Linked DNA regions of Rattus norvegicus: region 2 is linked to region 1. A link is a contact called in public Hi-C data. All regions are on one chromosome and are shown on one strand. Each heading gives the region's core, a stretch centred on a gene start, on an enhancer-like site or on the middle of the called end of the contact. The rest is flanking DNA. Distances are from core to core; before and after follow the strand shown.

Region 1 (4,954 bases), core at 1,117-3,616:
GAAAGGAGAACATTTTTTTTTCCACTAGAGAAATTATCCTAATTTTTTTCCCTCCCCTCTTCCTGGCCGAGGGCAATAAAGTTTGTACAACCTAAAAATTCTGTTAGGAGAAATCTAAAATTTTATTTAAATAAAGCTTAAGCTCTGGGCCTCCCAATGTAAGCCAGGGTAACATGCAAACGTATAAACATAACTAGAAACGGAACAATTGTATTTAATACCCGTCAAACTTATATCTAAAATATTGCCATGGATTCAGACTCTGAATTCCAACCAGATGTGCTTCCCTTCCATTACACAGGTCATATATATTTCAGTTTTTAAAGTTCAAACCCAGGGGATCGACAGGATAATTAGATTGAGAACATCTGTGGTAAATCCATACCATTTCCCCGACCGTTCCCCACGAGAGGAAATTTGCTTGGCTTAATGCTCCCGCACATTTTGCCTAGCCACTTTTAGGTCAATTTTTTGTCATTCTTGCCGACCACCGCACAAGCGTAGATGGTCTTTAAAATACAAGACAGGGAAAAATCCGGTAAATTCTAAGAGGCTTTTAGGTGGGAAAGGAGTTGCTTCCCGCCTCGATCCCGGTCAAGGCGTGGCCAAGTGCGCGGAGCTGGGGTGGGCACGTGCGCTGGGGGCGGGTGTCGGTGGTGGGGACCCTCAGGACCTGAGTGTAAGGGAGCCGCTGCCCTCTACCGGGCGGTGCTAACGGAGCTGCAGCGCGGCCGTCCGCGCGTTCCGGCTCCGGCGCCTGACACTCAGGCAGCTTGCGGCCACCCGAGGTCCGCAGTGTCCCGCCTGGCGCCGCGTCAAAGCATCCAGACTACAGGCTGGCTCTGCGCCTCCTGACGCCCGCGCGCTCCCACGCACCTGCTTCGGGTGGCTCCTGCCCTTCAAAGGCTGCGACTTGGGGTTGCAACTCGGTCCGGACCGCTGCATAGACACAGAGGCTTCTGGGTGCAGTTGCAAGACCCGGGAACACTTGTATTCTTTAAATCTCGGTGGGACTTTCCCTTCCAACCTCATTCTCCAAAAATATCGATCTCACCGCAACCAAATAGCGCTAAACCCTCAAACTTGGCTCAGAGAGCAATTATTTTCTACTGTCATGTTTGGTATGCCATACAGACGTTATTTACATATAATTTTCAAGATTAAGGAATTTAGGGATTTGTCTTAACTAATTACACGTTCACCGAAGTGCAGCAAAGTGAAAACACTGTGTTCCTACTGTAAACGCAAACTCTCTGGTGTGAATAAATCCATTAAAGATGAAGATCCTAAAACGTGTGCTTTGGGGCTAGAAGGAAATGTAAAGAGAACTTCCTTCCCCACTCCTGGCTTAAATGTGAGCGTTTTTGCAAAACTTGGGAACGAGCGCTCGGTTTCGAGTGCACTGCACGCTCTCAAACTTTCTGCCTGCAAAGACTGAGGCGCGGAGCTGTGTGAACCCCAGAGGAAGTTTCTTGAGTTGTGTCGCACAAGCATGGTTGGGGACAGAGCTGTGTTCCAAGACTTGCCCCAGTCCTGGCAGACGCTGGAGCGGCTCTGAAGGGTGGGAAGGCCGCCGCCACTAGCTGATGTGTCCCGGTGCAAGTAGGGGATTGCAACCGAGTGTGTGTAGGACGTGAATGGAAGCTGTGGCGGCAGCAGCCGCAGGCTCCAAGGCTTGGTGGTCACCCCCCACCCTCCCTTTCACCACGACACAATTGTACTTCCTTGAATATGAAACACTGGTCGCGACCGCTGTGGTCTGGAGGTCCCCCAGCTGGAGCGCACAGGGGAGCGGAGTGAGGTCATCCGCAGCCCCGGCGCACGGGATGGCGGCTGGGGTCTGGGCCGCTGGCTTTGCAGGTGGGCTCTGCTCGCTCCGCGCGCACGGTGCAAAAGAGCGCAGCGCCCGCACCCTGCTGTCGCAGCGCAGTCCACCGTCCCCACGCCAAGCGAGGGGGACTTTCTCCCAAAGCGTTGACCAACAGCGACCGCGACCTTTCCGGGGGGGGTTGGGAGGGCACCCTTTAGGTGAGCTGCAGGGTCCTGAGGAGACCCTGCAGCGCCCCCTCGAGGCCGGGCCGCCGTAGGGTCGCAGCGCGGCCTGGGAGGGGGCTTGTGGCGGGGCGCGCGGGAAAAAGGGTGAGGGGTCGCGAGGGCCCCGGATGCCCGCGCTCGGGCTGTGGAGAGAGAGCGCGGCGCGCGCGCGTCAAGGCCGCCGCCGCCGCCGCTGCGTTTCCCTCAGGCTCTGGACTCCATGGCTGAGGCGGTGGCGGCGGCGGCGGCGCCGTGAGGAAGGAGTCCGCGTCCGCGGTGGCTGAGGCGGCGGCCGGCTCCAGGCCGGGTTTTGGCGCCCGCCCGCCTGCTGCCTCCTGGCGGCTCCTGAACTCCAGCCCCCTCTCTATCAGCCTCTCACTCCGTCTCAATATGTCTCAAGATGGCGGCCAATGTGGGATCGATGTTTCAATATTGGAAGCGCTTTGATTTACAGCAGCTGCAGGTCAGGCTTCTCGGCGCTCGGCCTCGCGCCCGGGGGGTGAGGGCTGCGGGCGGTCGCGGCCTCCCTCAGGAAGGAGGGTGACACTCCGGGCTGCCAGGGCCCTGGCGGGGGTGCTGAGGCGACGGGGGAAAGCAGGAGGGGGGTGCCGGCAGAAGAGCGGGGCCGAGTCGGCGACGAGTCCCTCGGGCTCCCCGGCTCTCATTGATCACTCGGCTTGATCAGAAATTGATCCTCTTTGTTCAATTCATCGATCAGCCCAAGATGGCGCCGGAGCCGCCAGCCGCCACCAACATCTTTGCCCCCCGGTGTCTGCCCCCTTCAACCCCGGAGGGTGTCTTCCTCCCCACCATCATCGCCATCATCATCCTCATCGTCCTCTCCGCCGCCGTCGCCGACCCCGCGCGCTGTCGTTGTCGCGGGACCCCGGTGGAGAGGAAGGGGGAGCGGCGGTCCCCCCCCCCCCCATGGGGGCTCAGTGGGAACTCGCGCGCGCTAAAGAGGGGGACGAGCCACGGGGTGGCTCTGGAGGGGTGGCGGGGTTGCAAAGAAGGGGAGCTTCGGGACGCTAGTCGCCCTCGCGCCAGTCACGTCCTTCCTTCCCCCCCAGCTCAGCCCCGGCGTATTCCCGGGGAAAGTTTGTGGGGAGTTGCTGGTGGGGGGTGAAGCGCCTGTCTCTCGCTCTCTCTCTTTCCTCTGTCTCCTGGAGGAGAGAGTCGCGGACCGCCGCCGCCGCCGCCGCCACTGCCCCGCCGGCGCGGCGGAGCTGGAGCTGGTGGCGCTGTGGTGCCGCCGGCTCCGGGGGAGGGTCAGATCGGCCACCGGCGGCTGGCGGCGGCGGCGGCGACGGCCAGGCTGGCGGGTGGCCCTTGTCGTGGAGACGGCGGGTGGGTTGGAGCTCCTGACTGCTCCTCGATCGGTCTCTGGGCCCAGCGGCCACCAATCTTTTTTCTACTACTCCCGTGAGGGATTGTCAACCGGTGTCGACCGGACCAGGGGAACGGCTACCCGGTGTGGCGGGTCCCTCCCCCACCCCGTTTGTTTACGTCCCGGGGCCAACCCGCAAGCCCCGCGCTCTTTTGTGTGTCTGCTGCGTGAAAGTGACTGCGGAGCTGGATCTGTCCCCCTTTTTTGCGCCCGGGGACTTCCCCGGGAAGGGGTTGTGGGGGAAGCTTTGGAAGGGGAAAACTTGGCTTGCGGGGGGACACCAGTGGGTCGCGCAGAGTGTGGGATCGGCCCCGGAGAAGGGAGAAGGTGCAGGAGGAAGGCTGCAACTTTCCACCGAGCGCAGGCCGCTGCGTGACCCGGTCTCGGGGCGCTTTTCCTCCCGGGTCACCGATCGGTGCAGACAGACTTAGCTGCGCGTCTCAGGGACTTCCAGGGCTCCCCCCTCGGGGATCGGTCGCTTTCATCACTCCAGCCCCTCACTCTCTTTCGCGAAGGGGTGTGTTCTGTCCTCTTTGCAAAAGGGCCCCGGGAACTATGGAGCGCGCCTCAGGTCCGCTCCAAGCTGCCTTCTCCAACCCGGTTCTTGAAAGCAAAGCCCCGGGGGCCCCGCTGGACTGTAAGGAGACTGATTGTGGTTCCCCATCGCCTCGAGGGGATGGTATTGGGGCTTCCCAATCCGCGGCGGAGCTGCCTGCGTGTCCAGAGGATGCTATTCCGCCTGCCACTCCTCATCGGAACCAGCTGCTCGCCCTCGGGGTCCTCCCTGCTAGTGCTAGCCCCGCGTTCACGGCGCCTGGACAGCCCCGGGATTCTGCCAGGTGGATGTTGTGCGTAGCCGGAGCCAAGTTGAAGGTGAGCGGCAAATGAGCCCTCAGAGCTTTGATCATTGGGGACATCAGAGATAGGGGACAGTCTTGTGGTCCATAGAGGCAGCCTTGCACTGTGGGGAGTGTGTGTGTGTATGTGTGTGTGTGTGTGTGTGTGTGTGTGTGTGTGTGTGTGTGAGAGAGAGAGAGAGAGAGAGAGAGAGAGAGAGAGAGAGAGAGAGAGAGAGAGAGAGAGAGAGAGAGATATGTTCCATAACATCTCTAGGGAAACCGCCTTTGCTCCCAACTTTAAAGTGTGCTTGAACGTGAACTTGAGTGAACTTTTCTAACCCAGAGGACTGGTGATACTTATTAACCCACAGCACCCTTAGGAGTCTGAAACAAACGAACTCCACCTGTAGGCCTGTAGGAAACGAAGCCGATTGGATTAAAACATCTATAAGTGGAGTGAAACAACTTTAACTGTGCTTGCTTTTTCTGCCCTTGCCTACGTGAGGACGATAAGGCAGACTCATACTCGTTATGAAATTTCCTCCCGTTTCTCTCTTGACTAGGAAGACTATGTGAAATATGTATTTCTGATAAGATTAAAGCTTAAAGAAGTTTGAGTATTTATTGACTAAAATGGATTACTCCATAGTCTATTGTGTAAATTAGATTCCTGAATGTAATGAACACAGCCGGA
Region 2 (5,147 bases), core at 1,553-4,052, 270 kb after region 1:
TCTGTTCTTGACTAAGCAGTCAGTTCTTGGCATCTGACTGACACAGAAGAGGTGACAGAGGGTTGGTGGCAGCCTCAGAAAATTTCATGGGACTAATTTCATGGGCAGGACCTTGTGGGTTCGCTAGATAGACTCAAGTTACATTTTCCCTTCTCTTTGCTCCAAGAATGTCATGAGAGCAACTAGTTCTGTCCAGACAGAAGGAATCTGGCTGCATTCATGTAATCGAGGTTTGTGTATAATCAACATAATACATTACACATAGCCTCATTTAGCAGATCACAGGGAAAAGGAAAACTCGGGGGCCTTGGAGTCAGTAAAGAGCATTCCATACAAACATGAGGACCCTAGTACAAACCCCAGAATCCATGTAAAAAGCCAGGTGTGGTGGTATATGCTTGTAAATCCCAGTGCTGGGGAGGCAGAGACAACAGGGTCCCTGATTTCTAAGTCAATAAAAGATTCTGTTTAAAACAAACAAACAAACAAACAAAAAAGGCAAGAAGCAATACCCATGGTTGTTCTCTGGCTCTGCAAATAAATGTGCAACCCCATAGACATGGGTATACATGTAACATACTGACACACAAAGAAAAAGACCTGGGAATCCATGAGTGAACTGAAAAGATTCCACACATGGCCACTGGCTCACAGCCTGGATTGTCACCTATGGACCTTCAACTTGGTGGCCCATTCAGGTCTCTCCTTCTGGTTGGCAGTCTGCCTTGGGTCATTTTTATTTAGTAAATGTAACATATTATAGGAATTCTCCACTCTGAGGTCAAAGAGGGAATTTCTGAGTTTGAGCTGTTGTGTGGCATGTGTGGGCCAAGGTTTGCCAGAACGTCCCTGGAGCTGCAACTGGGCCATGAAAAGACCTGGCAACAAAATGCTTCAGACAGGGAACATACCTGAATACATGAGAAACAGCTAGTTCAGAAGCCTTCTTAGCCCACAGGGGGAAGGAAGACGACAAAAGCATGCTGTTCTCTTCCTACGGGACACTGTTGATGCTGCCCCTTTAACGTTCAAGCAGCGCATATGACTAACTTCCTCATTGCTTCCTTTTTTAATGTGTTGCATTAGGGGCTGTCATACCTCTGCCCCTCACTGGGGGATTCTAGCCTGGTGCTCTACCACTGAGTCATGCCCAGAGCTCTTAAAAGAGAATCAGATTGGTTTCTAAACAGTGGCTTCCCTTGAGCTAATGGAGAGCAACCACTCATCCTGCCTCTGCCCCTTACTGTGGGTATGGGCAACAACTCAGCCTTCCTGTCCTCCTTCAGACCTACCTCCTAGACTGTGAGGAAACGGTTTTAGTTAGATATAATGCTTCTGGGACACAGAAACAAGTAACGTTTAGATGTTGGCTTTCTAGGTGAGGAGTGCAGCTCAGCAGAAGCATACCAGAGTCCATAGATTCCACCCCAGCACAAGTAAATAAATGAACGAATGCTTTTCTTTGGTCACCATTGCAGCCTCTTGAGCTTCAAAAGAATAGTCAGAGGTCAGCATTCAGTGTTGGGAAAGGAGTCTAGAAACAGTCTTTCCATCAAAGGGAAACAGTGACCCAGCCAGCCAGGCACTTTTGCTTCTCACGATTGGCACTACCTGGCCTCGCTTTTACAGATTCCCATTGGACCCAGGCACGGCCTCAGCCACCTCTCTCTCCTCCCTCTTTTGCACACCTACTTTGGAAAACAGAATTTCCAGTATACTGGGCCTTTGGTACAAGAGCGAGAAGTAGGTCATGAGAGCATGTGAGGACTTGGGTCTCTAATGTTCCAATCTAGGGATAAAATAAGAACCTGAATGCAGAAAACTCTCAGGTTGTTTAAGAAGGAAAGTGGGACTAAAACGAGGCTCACACATTGTGTCTTCGGGAGGTCACATACTATTCTGATGTCCTTAGTAAGCAGAACCTCCCCTTGTGGGATTTCTGCTTAAGAAGATTTCAGATTAGGAGAAAAGGAATTTACTCACCACCCTCCAAGTGGCAGAACTTTACAAGATCCTGATTCCAGTGGCCTTGCTGCTACTGAGGTAGGTGCCTATAGGAGCCAGCTCCATGGGCCAGAGGATCTAGTATCCTGGACAAAGGAAAGGTTGACCACTGTAACTGCATAGGGAATCAAGGGAAGCTTCAAAACATCCAGTCAGTAAAATGCTTATCTTATAAGCATGAAGACCTAATGGTCACCGGGCCAGTAAGCCTACTTGATAGACTCTAGATTAATGAGAGACTCTGTCTCAACAAACAAGATAGGTGGCTCCAAAGAAATAACATCAGAGGTTAATTTCTACCTTCCATATGTACCTATGTACGCACGCGCACACACATGCACACCAAAATTTGGATCAAATTACACAAAGTTAACATAAAAATGAGACCCATAGCAAAGGAAGCAACTGATAGAAAAACATAAATGACAGAGAAGGCCTCCTATGTGTGATTGTGCCCAAGACTAGAAAGGAGAGGGGACTATGGTGTCAATGACAGACAACATGGGGCTCAAGCTTAGAAAGTCTGCAGTGTTTAGATGTGCCGAGGCTAGGTGGTAAAGGGTTATACTTCTCTGAAACCCCATCCAGTCCAAATCCTCTTGCTGAGAACAGCCCTGTTCTTAGGCTCTGTGTCTTCATCCAAGTCAGACCCCAACCCCATGTGACGAGCCCACAGAGGATGCTCAGACTCCCTCATGCGTGAGGAGGGAAATGCCCACTGGCCCTCTCCAGAACAGGTCAGGTCAGGAGGCGACCCAGAGGTATCCATCACTGGCTTCATCTCTTGGATTGTTTGTTCGTCCCTGAGGAACGGGGATCCTAAATATAGCCCATGTCTGAACTGGCAGATGTGGGGTTCATCCTTTACATAAGGACCAAAATTAGCCTGTCACTCGGCACCTAAACAAAGCAGGCAGACCGCCTTCATTCCAGCTTCACCATTAGGAGAGACGGGAACGGTAGCACATTTTATTGAATAAGAAGCTCCTGTGGTGTTCAGGGTAACCGACTTGAAATCTAGAAGACTGGGCAGCAAAGACTCTGAGGTTCCCAGGGTGTCCCTTAGTCAGGCCATCTCACTGTGTTTGTTTGTTTGTTCATTTGTTTAGAGACAGAGTCTCACATGTCCCAAGCTGGCCTCCAACTCTGCTTAGCTGAGGATGGTCTTCACCTGCTGGCCCTCCTGCCTCTGTTTCCCATGCACTGCTCAGATTACTGATAGGATGTCCTGAGGATTTGCAGTCAGTCCAAATACTAAACTAGAGCCCTAGCTTAACTTGCTCATTCCTGAGGGAAGATCCGTGTGATCTCACATGAGCGACAACATTTCATAAACTCGGGGAAAAAAATAGTAAGCTGCCTCAGTGGGTAAAGGGGTTTGCCACCAAGCCTGGAGACCTGAGTTCGATCCCTGTGACCCACATACTGGAAGGAGAGAAGTGACTCCTGCAAGTGACCTCTGACCTCCACATGTGCACTTGGAAATGGGCACACACATACACACACAAAGTAAATAAAAGTAATAAATTTTAAAATAACAACCATCATCGATTATTCCCTAGAAATAACACTAGAGACGAACAGCAACAGCCATTCAGGGTTTTGCAAGAAAAGAAAAAGGTCCACCCAGCATGCCCGGAGCTGGGTTAGTAGAGGGACTCCCCAGGGGTTGCAGGAAGATGTTATAATCAATTACCACATCATAACACTGATGTATGATAATTCCTGAGTGTTTCTCCTGAGATAGTGCAGCATTTGGCAGGGATGCAGTTCCTTCATGGTCCACTGCCTGATTAATATGCAAATAATAGGCTGATTGCATGATGAATGCAGAAAATGAGCCCGCTGATAACAGGCGCACTGAAGCGGGGAAATGATAAATTACTTTTACTGACTGTCCTACATTAAGTACTCTTTCCCAACAATCTCATCACAAATTAAGGAAAGCAGTATGGCAAGATTAGGAGGATGTGTAAAATTATGTACCTTAATAGCTTTTCAAACAAAGATGTCTATAAGGGAAACGTCACCTGGTTCCTCATAGAGCCAAAGTAGTTCACCCACCTGAATGGTCATTAAAAGACAGGAAGTAGCAAGTCACACCCATGTGTGCCACTGGCTTCGCTTGACCATGGAACAGTCTCCTAGCTCAGCCCAGCCCCATCCTCTGCACACTGCCTGAGTGGCTTTCTTACTGAGTGGGGACAGGCTGCTTGGGCAGGTGCTTCTTCCTGCACAGGTGGACACACAGCTCATTGCCCACCGTGTGCCATGGGGAAGGAGTTTTAGTTGCAGTCCCAGAAGGCCTGGGAAGGGAGGAATATTTATGGCCACTTTTTTAAAGATGGGGAATAGTGATACATACCCATATCCTAGCTTTAGGAGGCTAAAGCCAGGCAGTCAAAAGTTCAAGGCCAGCCTGGACTATAACCCTTTTCCAAAAAGACCACCTTTGGCCTGGTCTTCCTGGAAAAGTTTGATTTACAGAACCCACAGTTTTGGCAAGGGAGGGGCAGGCAAGTGGTAGTTGTATCCCATCACTGGAGAGGCTGAGACAGGCAGACACCCCAGCCCAGCCCAGCCCAGCCCAGCCCAGCCTCCTTGCTGCTTCCATACCAGTGAGAGATCCTGTCTCGAAAATCAAGGTGGGACTGAGAATGTAGCTCAGAGGTAAAGCACTTGCCTAGTGCATAAAAGGTCCTAGGTGTAATTCCCAATACCACAAAAAGGTGAATGGTGCCTAAAGAATGACTCCAGAAATTATTCTCTGGCCCATGCGCACGCGCGCACTTGTGTAATTAATCTTTGATTACATCAAAACAATTTAACTAGAGAGTTTGTTTTTTCCCTGCAGTAATGTATATTTAGACTGTTTGTGTGGCATGCACTTTCTCTTAACACAGAGATTCACTGATAAGTGTTCATACACACAGCTGGCTCGGTAAAAGGGTTATCGGGTAATTTGTAAGCCTTATTTCTAGATGGATATGGTCTATAGCAAGGTGAAGCACAGCAAACGATGTCACCCGTGGCTTCCTTCTAGACTTGGTGATCAGCGGTGATTATGACATAATGCTCCCAAGCAATGCTGGCCATAGGCTTTTTTCTGACACACAGGGGCTGTGGGTGCAGCGCAATAGGCG

The links. A called contact is a pair of places that touch in the nucleus more often than the background predicts.
Region 2: a Hi-C map of psoas muscle shows a contact between it and region 1, with 1.9 times the contacts expected there. The contact joins the enhancer-like site here to the promoter of Cux1 in region 1. A contact is called at or near these places in 3 of 12 Hi-C or Micro-C datasets (the A7r5 cell line, frontal cortex and psoas muscle) and 1 of 1 datasets of contacts at active chromatin or transcription factors (oligodendrocytes).

What each region holds. Positions count from the first base shown.
Region 1 is chr12:25,741,605-25,746,558 of GRCr8, forward strand. Cux1 (cut-like homeobox 1) reads left to right here and starts at 2,367. Exons shown (of 23, transcript NM_053860.1): 1 at 2,367-2,497. The coding sequence starts at 2,435.
Region 2 is chr12:26,008,474-26,013,620 of GRCr8, forward strand. All of the region lies in intron 19 of Cux1 (cut-like homeobox 1), which reads left to right. Among named protein-coding and RNA genes, the nearest start is that of Sh2b2, 55 kb to the right of the region's middle. Within about 2 kb of position 2,803, at least 1 of the 93 cell types and tissues checked has an H3K27ac peak or open chromatin away from gene starts, as enhancers often do.